Linked DNA regions of Mus musculus: region 2 is linked to region 1. A link is a contact called in public Hi-C data. All regions are on one chromosome and are shown on one strand. Each heading gives the region's core, a stretch centred on a gene start, on an enhancer-like site or on the middle of the called end of the contact. The rest is flanking DNA. Distances are from core to core; before and after follow the strand shown.

What was found. A called contact is a pair of places that touch in the nucleus more often than the background predicts.
Region 2: a Hi-C map of cerebral cortex shows a contact between it and region 1, with 4 times the contacts expected there. The contact joins two enhancer-like sites. A contact is called at or near these places in 2 of 484 Hi-C or Micro-C datasets (cerebral cortex and embryonic stem cells) and 1 of 9 other capture datasets (embryonic stem cells).

What each region holds. Positions count from the first base shown.
Region 1 is chr16:37,437,803-37,444,611 of GRCm38.p6, forward strand. No RefSeq gene overlaps it. Among named protein-coding and RNA genes, the nearest start is that of Stxbp5l, 56 kb to the left of the region's middle. Within about 2 kb of position 2,924, at least 66 of the 459 cell types and tissues checked have an H3K27ac peak or open chromatin away from gene starts, as enhancers often do. A contact at or near this core is called in cerebral cortex, where this site is marked.
Region 2 is chr16:37,808,725-37,815,533 of GRCm38.p6, forward strand. All of the region lies in intron 2 of Fstl1 (follistatin-like 1), which reads left to right. Among named protein-coding and RNA genes, the nearest start is that of Fstl1, 35 kb to the left of the region's middle. Within about 2 kb of position 3,902, at least 70 of the 459 cell types and tissues checked have an H3K27ac peak or open chromatin away from gene starts, as enhancers often do. A contact at or near this core is called in cerebral cortex, where this site is marked.

The DNA of each region.
Region 1 (6,809 bases), core at 1,674-4,173:
TCACTTTGTTTTTTTTACATCTGGAAGCTGGAAGTCTCAGATGAAACAGACAGAGGGTTAATTTCTCATGCCCTTTTTCCTTCCTTGGTAAATTTCCTCTGCATCTCCTACAGCAGGGGTTCTCAACCTGTGGGTCACACTCCCTTTGGGGTTGAACAACCCTTTTACAGGGGTCACCTAAGACCATTGCAAAACACAGATATTTACATTACAATTAATAACAGTAGCAAAATTACAGTTGTGAGGTAGCAACAAAATAATTTTATGGTTGGTGGGGTGGGAATCATCACAACATGAGGAACTGTATTAAATGGCCGCAGCATTAGGAAGGTTGAAAATTCCTGGGCTAGAATCTTACTCCTGAATGTCTGTTTTAACATTCTCTCTTTTAGAAGAGAATGGTCCTAGTGTGTCAGGGCACACCCTAACTTTCTTCAATTTAATGTAGTTATTTTATTTCTCCAAAAGTGGCTACATTCTGAGGGATGAGGACTTAGGACTTCAGCTCATAAATTTTTGTGGAGTTACAATTTAGCCTGTAACAGCTGATGTCTATTATTTGGAACTAGGGATAGAAAACACAATTTTCTCATCTCTTCCAATCTTCTTGTTTCCCCACTTTAACAAGCTACAACTAATCCATCCAAAAGCCACCAAACTGGTCTGGCCCCATATGAAAAACCTGATGTTAACATTTCCTGTTTAAGTGACTTCTGTGATCCACAGTACCTTAAAGGTCAAAAGTTTTTTATAGAGATACTTTAGTTTTAGCTTCCCAATCTTCCCAGATTTGTCTCCATTCTTCCATACCACCATACCACATGCATTAGGCTCTAAGTCCCTGGACTGCTGGTAGCATATGCCCGCCCTCCTCTCTCATATTAAGATCTTATATAGACCCAAGTTCTCTCAACCACAGTCCTCCTGTCTCAGACTTTTGCCTGCTGGGACTACAAGATGTGAACTATCATACCCAGAGAATTTCAGCATTATGTATTGTATGTTCTTATTTAGTCTGTATGTAAATAAATTCTAAATTATCATGAAGAAAAAGATGATACCAGGCCATTCCTCCCCACCGTCCATTACCTACATACATATTTCAATTGCAATGGTAAATGAAATAGCATTTTGGGTTACCTAGAAACCCAGCCAAGGATTTCTGATCAGTTCTATAAATATTTGTTCAGCACCTATCACATGTCAGGCACTCCTGACATTTATTACATAAAGATGAAAAGCAAAGTCAGATTCTCAGAAATCCACAGTCTAGCAGGGAAAAAAAGACAGACAGAGAAACAAATAACCGTAATGCAGTGTGACACGAGCAGGAAATAGGAAGATGAATGCAGTACTCAAGGAACTCGAGATAGATTAATTTTATTCGGGGTGGTCAGCGAGAGCGTCGAGGAGGAGGAGGGCTGGTGTTGGAGCTTCAGTCACAGAGCTGCAGAAACAAAGGGAGCGCACAGGGAGACACCTGCCAGGGCTCCAGGGGACCCTGAGTCCCATGCTCTCTTCTCTCTGTTAGGATCTAAACCTTGAGTTGAGTGCCTTTTTCTTCTGACAGCATATAGCCTCTTCTCCAGACAGCAACTGGTGAAGTTCAGACTCCAGGGGGGGCTCCTATACCTGCTTGCCTATCTGAAAGAAAGCCCCTTCCAATTCTGAAGTAACTTCTATCTGAAGAAAAGCCCTAAAATGATCCCAAGGTACTTTTATGCCATCTCTCTTCAGAGAACTGGAAAATAAACTTGTGTGCTGGAAAGGTTCCCTGTTACATATTATCATTTCATTTCAAAGTAGCTCTCAGTCTTGACTATTAGATTAGATTTTCCCAGGCTGACTTCAATGAAACCAATATATCCCAGACCAATTAAACCAGAATTTCTAAGAATAGGGCCTAAGGAGATTTTCTTTTTCAAGCTCCCAGATGATTCCAGTGTGAAGGCTGTGTTGAAAACCACTGGCTCAGGGCTTGTTTCGTTTCTAGCCTCAATGCAGAATTTAACTATAACTCCCAGACTTCTCTAGATTAGACTCAGGACTACTTAACAGTTCTATTGACCTTCATTGAGAGATATATCTCTTCCTGTTCTGGCTTATCTCTGTTGTGGAGTGTCCCTGATTTCTCTCAATGTTCATCTCCCTGATGAACATTGAGAGGTGTTCCTTCCTCTCTGGCTCATGGCCTCAGGTTAAGAAACAAGTTTCAGTCAAGTGAGTCTAAGGGAAAGTTATGCATTCTGTCCCACTAGATCATCATTTCTACAACTAAGGGGTCATTGAATAGGAATGGTCCACATAGAGCCATGTGTTTTGAATGCATGGTCACAGAGAGTGGCACATTTAGGAGGTGTGGACTTATTGGAGAAGGTGTGGCCTTGTTGGAGGAAGTGTGTCACTGTGGGGGTGGGTTGTGAAGTCTCCTATGCTCAGGTTCCACCTAATGTGGAATGAGAGCCTCCTCCTGCTGCCTATGGATCAAGATGTAGAAGTCTCCTCCAGCACCAGGTCTGCCTGCACTCTGCTGTGCTTCCCACTATGATGATAATGGACTAAACCTCTGAAACTATAAATCAGCTCCAAACTAAAACTAAATTTTGCCTTTATAAGAGTTGCCTTGGTCATGGAGTCTCTTCACAGCCATGAAACCATAACAAAAGCAGGGTCCCTTTGGCTTTAAGATGTAGCCTTCACCAAATTTAAGCTTCTTCCTTAGAGCTGGGTCTTTGTAGTTCCTTCTTTATGTCTGGCCTGCTCTCCAGCCCCATCTCTCCGTGAGCTGTTTTGGGAGAGGAAGAAGGGAGCTGAGAACATGTGAGCACAGAGAGAGAAGGCTTTCAGGTTAAGAGGAGATAGACATACACCGCGCACCGCTGAAACACAAGACTTGGTTTCAGTTCTGCCTTTTCCCTGATTGGAGGAGACTGTGGGTATGGTGACTGGACAGGCTCGAAAAGACTGAGCTGATCGGCCTGCCCTCGGGTCAGCAGCAGAATGGAGAACGGAGGAATCTCGTGACTCAGAGGTCTTAGAGGCAGTGAAGGAGAGATGAGGCTCAGAGCAGGTAAGCGTGCCAGTGTCGCAGTCTACTGACTCAGGCAGAGCCGATTTCTCCTCAAATTAACCAGCTAACGCCTGTGGATGAAGCAGCCCACACAAGTGTTGGCTCTAGCCAAGCTGCTCATTTGTCAGCACTGAAGTGACATCATGTAAATTCCCAGGCAGATGCCAAACTTGAGGAAAATCATGAATCACTCCGTCTGTTGGCAGACACAGCTGCCGGATGACCTCTAAGGCCCTTTCTGGCTTTTTTTTTTTTTTCTTCTTCTTTTTTTAAGTAACTTTGAGAATTTGCACACTGTGTTTTGATCAGATTTATGTTCTCCCCAACTCCTCTTAGATCCATCCCTTCTTCCTTACCCACTCAACCGTATATTCTTTATTTTTTTTAACCCATCAACTACATTCGTTCTGTCTACATACTCTTGGTCGTATGGCTTTCTATTGGAGAGTATTGATCTACCAAGAGGCACATATGCAAAGAAAACGCTCCATTAGCCAGACACTTTCAGTTGTCAATAACACCTCCACTGGGGGCGAGACTTCCTGTCTACCTCACCCCTTCATGATGGGGTTCTTTTTGGCTTGAACTTGTGACAACCTTGCGTGTGCTGTCACAACTGCTGTGAGTTCATATGCACAACAGCCCTGCAATGTCCAGAAGAAACTGTTTCCTTAAAGTCATCCACAGCCTCTGGCTCTTATAATCTCTCTGCCTCTTCTTCTGCAATGATTCCTAAACCTTAGGAGGAAGAAGAACATAGATGTCCCATTTTGGACTTATAATTCTAATCTTCTATTCTCTGCACTTTAATTTCTTGGTCTCTGTGTGAGTCACTACCTACTCCAAAAGATTTTCTGACACAGACTGAAAGATGTGCTAATTATATTATATTATGGGTATGATGATAAGTCCCCAGAAGTCTGTTGAATACTGTGCCCATTTAGCAAAGTAATAGTAGCAGAATCTCCCCTAGGGCCTATGACCTTTCCAGGTACCCGTTCTTGACCCTGATAACAATGCCAGCTATGGAATTGTGGAACAGGCCTTAATTCAAGTCAGAAAGCAGTCGGCTATTCCTGTACCATTTATGCCACTCTTGCCCCAGTGGGCATGTCTTGCCAGGCTGATCATTACTGGTTCAAAAGGTTCACAGCTGGATCTGGATAAGACTGATATAATTTTCTCTTCCAGTAGTGTGCATAGAACTTTCTAGCCCTATGAAAGGGAGCCAGTAGGCATGAACCTTACAGGTAAACACCAAGATTCCTCTGTGTTCTATGACTTAAGTATGTGATGTCTTCAACAGTAGGGCATTATCTTTAACTTCAGGTGTGTGTTCCATTTATAATACTCAGAAAGGTCAGTAAATCAGTAAGGAGCCATGTGTTGAAGATCCCAAGAGAGAGGAGATAGAATACAGTCCTGTGAGTGAGTCAAGGAAAATAATGCAGCAGCAAATGCTAAATTGGGGGGGGGGGGGATATGGAGGTGGAATATGAAAGCCTACTACATGCACACATATAAAAAGAGTTCAAACAGAACTAACCTCTAATGGGCCAATAAAACCCTTCTAGACCCCAGAGGCTGACAAATGAAAATCCCAGTGCCCATAATGGGTTACCTCTCTTGGAGTTGTTGGCCAGCAAAGTCCTATAGATTCCCAAGCATCCCAGGTTATTGCAGGGGATTTTGATTACCGCCCAGAACTTTGACAGCAAGACATTTTCTAGCTTTTTTGACTCCAACGTTCTGTGATTCCAAGTGACTGCCATCAACCTGGCATGTCCCAAAAAGTGCACTTGGGAGAGTTCCAAAGAGCGTTGTGTTCTGGTGCCACTGCATTTTATGTGAAAAATGAGGCACTTTCCATGCCAAGGGAAGGAACTTGCCAACTGGCAATTTCCAACATAGGAGCGACCGCTTCCACGTACCCACTTTTCCCAAACAGGCCTCTAAATGGCATAAAAACACAAGACAATACATTTAATAAGTTCCTACCAGGGCAAGAAGATGTTTGTCTGCCAGAAATCTTACTCTTCCTTCTTCCTGGTCACCTATAAACAGCATCCCCTTGGGTCTAGGCTTCAGGAGCCATACCCACCTCCCTTTGCTAGAACAATCTGTCCACCCTTCTGTGGCTTTCTAAGCTTGCTTGTTCAAAGGCACCATGGGGGGGTTGGTCTCTATTTCTGATCCCCTCAGGTAGTAAACACTGTGCCAGTTCCTTCTGGGCTGAGAAACAGCGACAGCAGATAACTCAGCGGAAACGGGGACTCTGCACGGATGGAAGTAGACCATGTGTGTTCCCCTTGTGAGCATTACAGGCCTCTGCTCTCCTGCTGCGGGAGCAGCTGTAGCCCCACCCCCTATCCTTACCAGACTCTCACCTCACTCTTTAGTCGCTTGTTCTGGCTGTTCTTCTTCCTGCCAACACCAGCTCAGCCTCATGAGGAGTTCACATGCAATGCCCCTCTCATCATGGTGGGGGGGGGGGGGGAACGGGGAAGTTACAATGAGAAAGATGAACTGAAAATCCAGGGGAAGTCTTAAAATATCCCCCTTCATGACTTGGAAATATTGTGGATTTGGGATTGTTGTCCTTTGGTTTTGTTTTTAAAGCATTTCCTACTTCTAGGATTCTTTTATCATATTAAAATCTCTGTGAACAGGAGTGCAACTGCAGAGTTCTATGACACTCTATTTTTGGAAAGAAATGAAGGGCAAGAAAAGAAAGATATAACATTGATTTTTAAAAATTATATGGACGTGTCATATATTCTATGTTAATAAGTTAATATCTAGTTGAAATAGATTTGTAGATTTAATATTTCTAAAAGAACAAAGGTTACTCTGGTCTACAGTAAATTGATACTATCATAGAAACTTTTGCTGTGGACATCATCTGCAACATTTATGATAGCTAGTCAGGAAGACTCATCCATCCATTCTACAAAACCTTCAAACTCTGAAGAGATTAATGACATTACCCAGTAATCCCACGTCTTAAAATGATCTAGAATTGTGAGGATTGGTAATATGATCTTAAAAGGGTAACGTTTGGTTTCCTTTTTCAGATTTGGGGCTGGATCACGCTCCTCAGATGAGAAATCATAGCTAACTGTGAAAGCCGTGCATGTCTATGATCACAGCCTTTAGGAGCAGAGACAGGAGGATGAAAAGCTCAAGGCTAGCCTGGGTGATGAAGTAGGACCCTGCCTCAAAAATGTTCAAGCAACTAAACAAATAACCATTGGGAGCCTTATTGCCATCGTTCTTGGTTTCCCACCAGATAAGACCCTACTGCTGGAAACACAACGTACTTTAGTTACAGGATGTCCAGAAACCAAGCTGATTCTTGCCTGGATGTAGCTAGCCCCCCTTTCATAGTGCCAGAAGTGCTAAACAGGCTGGTAGGGGGAAAAGAGTCCTCAACATTCTAATTCATCCATTATCTCTGTGATCCACCATAACAAACAGCCTAGTGAGATATGTCCATTGGTGCAATAATGGCTTGAGTGTTATGGTGATAACCAACTATCTTCTGACTGAATTGAAGGTCCACTCTACAGAAGGTAACTCATGCCAAATACTGTATACCTGGCCATCCACCTGTGCCTAGAAAGCATCAGCCAGCCACGTGAGAGAAACTACAGGTTCAGAGGTTCAGTCCATTATCATTAAGGCAGGAACATAGCAGCATCCAGGCAGGCTTGGTGTAGGAGGAGCTAAGAGTTCTACA
Region 2 (6,809 bases), core at 2,652-5,151, 370 kb after region 1:
CAAAAATCAAAAAACAAAAGTACACAGAAAATTCTTGTTTGTTTTTTTTAATTCATATACAACCAAATGGACTAACATTTCTGTTCCCTCTAAGTAATAGATACTATTGTGTGCCTGCCCTGAGAAGATTTAAGGTTCCCTCTTTTTTTTTTTTTTTCAAATTAAAACCATCCATTACAGTTTAGTTCACAAAATACCATACATAGTCTGCAGAAACTTCTCATCTTGTATAACTGAAACTTTGAATTCCCAAATGGCATTTAATGTGAAAACTGTTCTCTAAGAGTGGGTCTGTGGGAAGCCAAAGTATGCAAGCCACTTGCTTGAGATAAGCCATATGTGTGCAGGCTATTCTGCAGGGCTCTAACGGACAGGCTGACAAAAGGCCCAAAGCCATTGTTAGAAAGCTCTGTTTAAGACGGAAACAATGAAGCAAATGGCAAGTGGGAGCGACCTGGATGGTAATTAAGCATCTGTTTCCTTGCTTTTGCTTGCCATTCCCAGCCAGAACCCTGGGCTCCAGTTTGCATTCACTTTTGCAAGTTCTTATAGAGCCCCGCCCCAAACATTCAAGCTTTAGGCCTCCCGAAATCCACACGTGGCCCTGGTCTCTTAAACTTGAGGTAAGGCCTTGGCTGGGAACACACACAGGCAAAGGACTCTTAAGTGTGGGGTTGGCACAAATGCTTCGTGTACTGCCAGGCAAATCAGGCCAACTGCTGTAGAGCGGCTCTCCCCCTTCTTTTTCCCGTCCATTGATGGCTTGCACATTCCATTTCAAAGCTGAAGTGCAGAGACTGCATGGGGTCATGTGACAGATGCTCCAGCTAGATTTTAGCAGCTGGAAGAGGTTTCGTTTTCTCCTCTAAACTCTCCAGCTTTTTTATGAACTTGTACTCCGGGAGAGCATCTGAGAGGTCCTGATAGTCTCGTGAAGTTTCTGTGGCTAATTCTGACGAAGCAAGGAGACCCTTTCTCGTGTCAACAAAGTTGCTCTACTACAGAGCTGTGGCAAATGGGGCTGCATATCCACCTTGGCATAAGCAGGACAGAGTGAGAGGAGGAATGGAGTGGGATGGGGGCAAGAACAGAGACCATGCTGCTGACCCAGTTCCAACTGGCAAAACAGTGAGGCTGCACTAAGCCAACATGAACAGCTTTGCTTAAGAACGTCCGTCCTTGCCAGAACCCATGTTTTGCAGAAACAGTTTTACCTCAACAGGCTTTTTAGAAACCTTTCAATGTATATTTTGGGCTGTTCAACCCAGAGACTCGGGCACAGGATCGCCTCTACTGGTTTTTTGGGTTTTTTTCCAAATAACTTTCTTTTTTATTTGCATGCAAAATAATAATAATAATAATAATAATAATAATAATAATAATAATAATAATAATAATTACCTGTCTGTAAAACCTTGGGCTGAAGATGATCTGTTCCTTGGTTTGTAGAGAGATAGAATGGTTTATTGGAACTAGACTGAATTTGACAGCTGGAGGCTAGGGCCAGGGTACAATGAATGTCATCTTGGGGCAATCATTATGTTAGGATCTCAGATCTGGAAGGGCTTAATGTCAAGCTCCTTTGAGAGAGAGAGAGAGAGAGAGAGAGAGAGAGAGAGAGAGAGAGAGAGAGAGAGAACAAGAAAAATAGCCCACCAAGATTGCCAAGCAGTGCTTAAAAGCATTTGGTGTCCTTCCAGAGGACCAGAGTTCGGTTCCCAGAACCCACATGTGCTGGCTCATGACCACCTGTAACTCAAGCTCCAGGAGACCCAGTACCCTCTTCTGGCATCCTTGGGCACCCACAGGTTATCCTCATACAGATGCACACACCACACACACATACACACACACACACATCAATTTTTAAAATAAGTTTAATTGATTTAAAAATTGCTATGCAATCACACAGCATCGTTAACATGCAAGAGCTGAAAGTTGTCAACTGGTAAAAGGCATTCATTGGCCCAGAAGAATTTGTAGTGTGAAATTAGCCATGAGACTAACTCTTCAAAGTCTAGCTTGTCATATGCATTCAGAAGACAACATGGAGACAAGTCAAAGGTGGAAGATCCTAGCTACAAGTTCCTAATGCTTTTCTATTGGAGGCTATGTTAGTTTATGTCGACTTGACACAAGCTGGAGAGGAGGGAACCTCATTTGAGAAAATGTCTCCAGAAGATCAGGCTGTCAGCAAATTTGCTTAATTAGTGGTTGATGGGGGAGGCCCCAGCCCACTGTGGGTGGTGCCATCCCTGGGCTGGTGGTTCTGGGTTCTGTAAGAAAGCAGGCTGAGCAAGCCATGAGGAACAGGCCAATAAGCAGCACTCCTCCATGACCTCTGCCTCAGCTCCTGCCTTCAGGTTCCTGCCCTGCTTGAGTTCCTGGCCTGACCTTTGATGATGAACAGAGATGTAGAAGTGGAAGTCAAATGAACCCTTTCCTCTCCAAGTTGCATTTGGTCATGGTGTTACATCACAGCAATAGTAACCCTAACTAAAACAGCAGCAGAAAGCTTGTTGAGTTTCTATTTATTTATTTATTTATTTATTACTTGTTTATTTATTTATTTATTTATTTATTTATTTTAATTGTTGATGCTTGGGGGATTTTTGCTTTGTTTTGTAGTTTTGGGTTTGTTTGTTGTTGTTGTTGTTTTAGACAGTAATCTTGTTATGTAGCCCACAACAGCCTAACTCAATATCTTCATGCCTCAGTCTCTCACGGGCCACCATACAAGTGTTTTGTTGGCTTTTAAAGCTACATCTAGGTATTCATGCTTCAAGAACATAGCCGCAGCCGGGCATGGTGGCACATGCCTTTTAATCCCAGCACTCGGGAGGCAGAGGCAGGCGGATTTCTGAGTTCAAGGCCAGCCTGGTCTACAAAGTGAGTTCCAGGACAGCCAGGGCTATACAGAGAAACCCTGTCTCAAAAAACCAAAACCAAACCAAACCAAAACAAAACAAAAAGAACATAGCCCCTATTAATACTTCATCCATCGTGAGTACATTCAGGTCTATGTGTCTGTTCACACATTTGTAAGAATGGACATGCCTGAGACCTTGTATGGAGACTGTGCACAGGCCAATGTGGTTATCTTTCCCAAAAGTCATTATGACTGATGACAGTGTAAACAGTGTAAATAGTGAAAGAGCTGCACGCCATCCCTGTGCCAGGCCGTGCAGCTGGCCCCTCTGCCTGCAGCACCCTCTCTTGGCTTTACTTGAGAAGGGACTGTGGAGACTCAGGGACTAGGTCAACTTGTGTCCCTTTCGTGACTTGCCTGTCGCTGGTGCTTCCACGGAGCTTTTCTGAGTCCCAAATACTCCTCATTTGTTACATGCAACTGAAAATGCCAACACCTGAACAGGAATGGTGAGCACAGATGTCTGCAGAGGCGCGCACTGTTGTGGGTGCTGAGTTAGCATCAGTATGTCAGCCCGTGGCCTAAGGCCTTTGCAACCCCTGACTAGGTTACTACCTTAGACTTTCTGGCCAGAACCAGCCACTCCACAGAAGCCCACTTATGACTCTAAGGAACTTTCCAACAGCCTTAAGGAATGGCTCCAATACTTTGGCTTCTCAAAGATGTTGGGGTTTAATGGACAGCTTTGAATGGCACAAAGAAATGCTTCCCTAGAGGAAGTGCCCTTCATTTTTGACCTTGACGTCTGTAATCAAGCATACTCACTGTGAGGAGGTGACGGAATGGCTTTGAGCACCACAGAATAGACAGCCTTCCCACACTGGCAGATCCTTCTGCCTGTGTCCCTGGCGGGTCTACCCTCCTCTCCCTCACGCCTGTATTTCTCACTGAAAGGACAGAGCGGGGCTGCAGCAGCCAGGAAGGCTCTTCTGCAATGCGGCTCAGGGCTGTGTGAGACAAAGAGAGAGATTGCCACCTATTGACAGATATATCACCTGCAAAGAGACCGCTTATATAACCAGAGCCTCCTCCATCTCTGCTGTATGAAAGGCCCTCCAGGGGTTGCTGGGCCCTTTGCATTTTGCATCCTGTCAGTTCGGCACTGGCGTACCTTTCCACTGTCAATGAGACAGGGAAGAATGGGGACATGACAGTCCAAGGTGACAGTGACATCATTTCGCAGGGGAAACTGAAAATAAATCACCCCCTGTAGTGACAGTCGCTTCCTGTTACACAGCACATGGCGCGGCTCAGTTAATTCTCAAGACAATTCTAACCTTCAATGTTTTATGTCTGCACCCAAGGAAGGGGGTTGCAAGAGAATACTCGTGGCAGATAAAGAAGGGGGCTGGGTATGAGTGCTGCATATGGGATCTAAACGCCTTACACTTGCTATTGTAACATCCATATTCCCATTATAGTTTCCCTAACCTTAATGCATACGGATGTAAGAATCAACCAAACATAAAGGAATCATTTGCCTTTGGTTGGAGGAACATCCAACTCTATCGCTTTTTGTTACTGGGCCTCTCAAGTCAGCTTTCCTACCTGTAAAAGAGGGATAATATGACTCTGGAATTAGGAACATATAGAGCGCTTAAGTAGCACCAACCATAGTAGGTCACTTTGAGGGAAGCCAGGTGTTTACAAATGGATTCTTAGTTACCCGTGGGCTGAATAGAGGTTTCTCTCTCTCTCTCTCTCTCTCTCTCTCTCTCTTTTTAGTTTGGGGAACTTAGGCAAATTATTTGACCTTTTGGGGCCTCAAATTGCTCGTTTGTAAAATGGAGCTAATAATCATATGCATGCTCTTCTCAGGTTAGCCATGCAGTAAGGTGAAATGCTGTGTGTGAAAACATTCACGTTTTTAATTGCACTCTTCAAGTACTAGTTGTTAGGGTGAAAGAAAAAGGTGTTCTCCTCCAAACATAACGTCAGTGAGCTACCTGTGCAAATGACTTGGGTTGAATTCAGATTCCACATAATAGTGTTTATTAGGAATATTTACCACAGTAGGAGAGAAGAGGGGGTAGCTCATTGGGTAAAAACACTTGTAGCCAGGCCAGAGGGCCAGAGGTCAATCTCTGGAACTCACCCGATGGAAAGAGAACCCCCCCCACACACACACACACACCCAAAAAGCCATCCTCTGACCTCCACAAACTTGCCCTGACTGGTGTGCCCCTCCCACACACCAATAACTAAACAATAAACATGCACATGAGACAAGATGAGGCTCTGAACTCGGCAGGATCTTCTGCAAGCAGCCCTGTAAGGTGTCCCCTTGATCATGCTCGCCCCCTCCCCCACCCACCATTTTCTCCTGCCCCACAGACGAGGAGATGTGTAGTTTAAAGGATCAGAGGGACTAGTTAAGTACACACTGGGAACATTTGAGTTTTTCCTTGAATGCAGACATATGCCAAAGCTCACTGATTTGTGCATTTGTGTATCTTCAGCTCCTGTGATAGGCCCAGGGGTTAAAGTGTTCAGCTCAGGGAAGTTGAAGAGGCCACTGGAATTGTCTTTTATAACAATCAGCACTGTCTTTTTCTATTCCCTTCTGGCTCTGCTTTTTGCTCGGAGACACAGCTCCCACAAGAGGGAGAGCCCTGTCTGTCTGAAGAGTTTGCTCAATTTTATTCCCCCTCTCTGTTTAGGAAACAAAGATCTAAATCCATCCTCCACCCTTCTGGGAATTACTTCCTCTTTTCTTCACTGTCTGCCAGCTTTTTTGAATTCTCCTTAGCAACATTTTAAAAAAAAAAATTAGTTTAGCAACAGCATTTAAGCCAATGAGATCTGAGCATGCAAATGAGTTCTAGACCAATGAGAGCTCTGCATGGCAGGCAAGGGGGCTTATGGGAGACAAGAATAACCTGGAGTTTGCAGAGCAGCCTCCAAGTGGCAGCAGAGCAGCTATTATGGACCCATCACCTCTCAAGCCTCTACTTTGTTTCCGTGTGTGTGTGTGTGTGTGTGTGTGTGTGTGTGTGTGTGTGTGTGTGTGTGTGTGTGTGTCTGGTTCCCCCGTTTAAAACATTTACTGTTACAGTAAGCCTTGTAGGTATGAGTTCTTTAGATACACTGTAGGCAAGGGCTGGAAATGTGGACTTTGCTGTTACCCAAGTCATTCGTAGGCCTCTTCTGTCTTTGTTGTTTTGTAACCAGCTCCAGCCCAGTCGTCTAAGGCCTGGAAGCCTTGGGTGATTCAGCCAGCCCAGCCTGGCGGAACAGAGGCCCCGGGGGAATCCCTGTCTTTGTTTATCCACCACTACCACAGAGCTGGGGGGTGAATGTCGTGGGAGTAAAGGAATGTACCACCAACAAACTGGTCCTATCACAATCCACATGTGGCATACAGACCTTCCTCTCCCTGCAGTTCTGTAACATCTGTCTGAACAGGAAACCTGACCAGCAAGAAGCTTGGGGGCCATACTCTTTTTGGAGTGGGTTTGGTCCTCTTCATCTTGTAGCCTGGGTACACACAGAGAGTGGCTGGATATCATAGCATATCCACATGGTGACCATCCTTCGGTCCTTTCAGATGGTATTGCAGTAAATACCTTGGTGTTAAGATGTCTGGATGTGTCTCCAGTGTTTCCATTTCTTCCTAGCTTAGACTTCTCATCCTTAAAGAGACAGTTAAGGTGTGGAATCTTCAGAAAGGGCCATCTGATTCTCCCATACACCCCTGCTCCCCAGAGCACCCACTGTGGCCCTTCCGTATATGTGTTCCTCCCTGAGAGTCACAGAGTTCATGAGATCAAAGATTGCCCTGTGTAGCTCTAGCCCTTAGCATAGTGCTGGCTTTATCACAAATGCTCAAACCGTATTTTTTTTTAATGAGGAAGGATGCAAGAAAGTCACTCTTCACAGG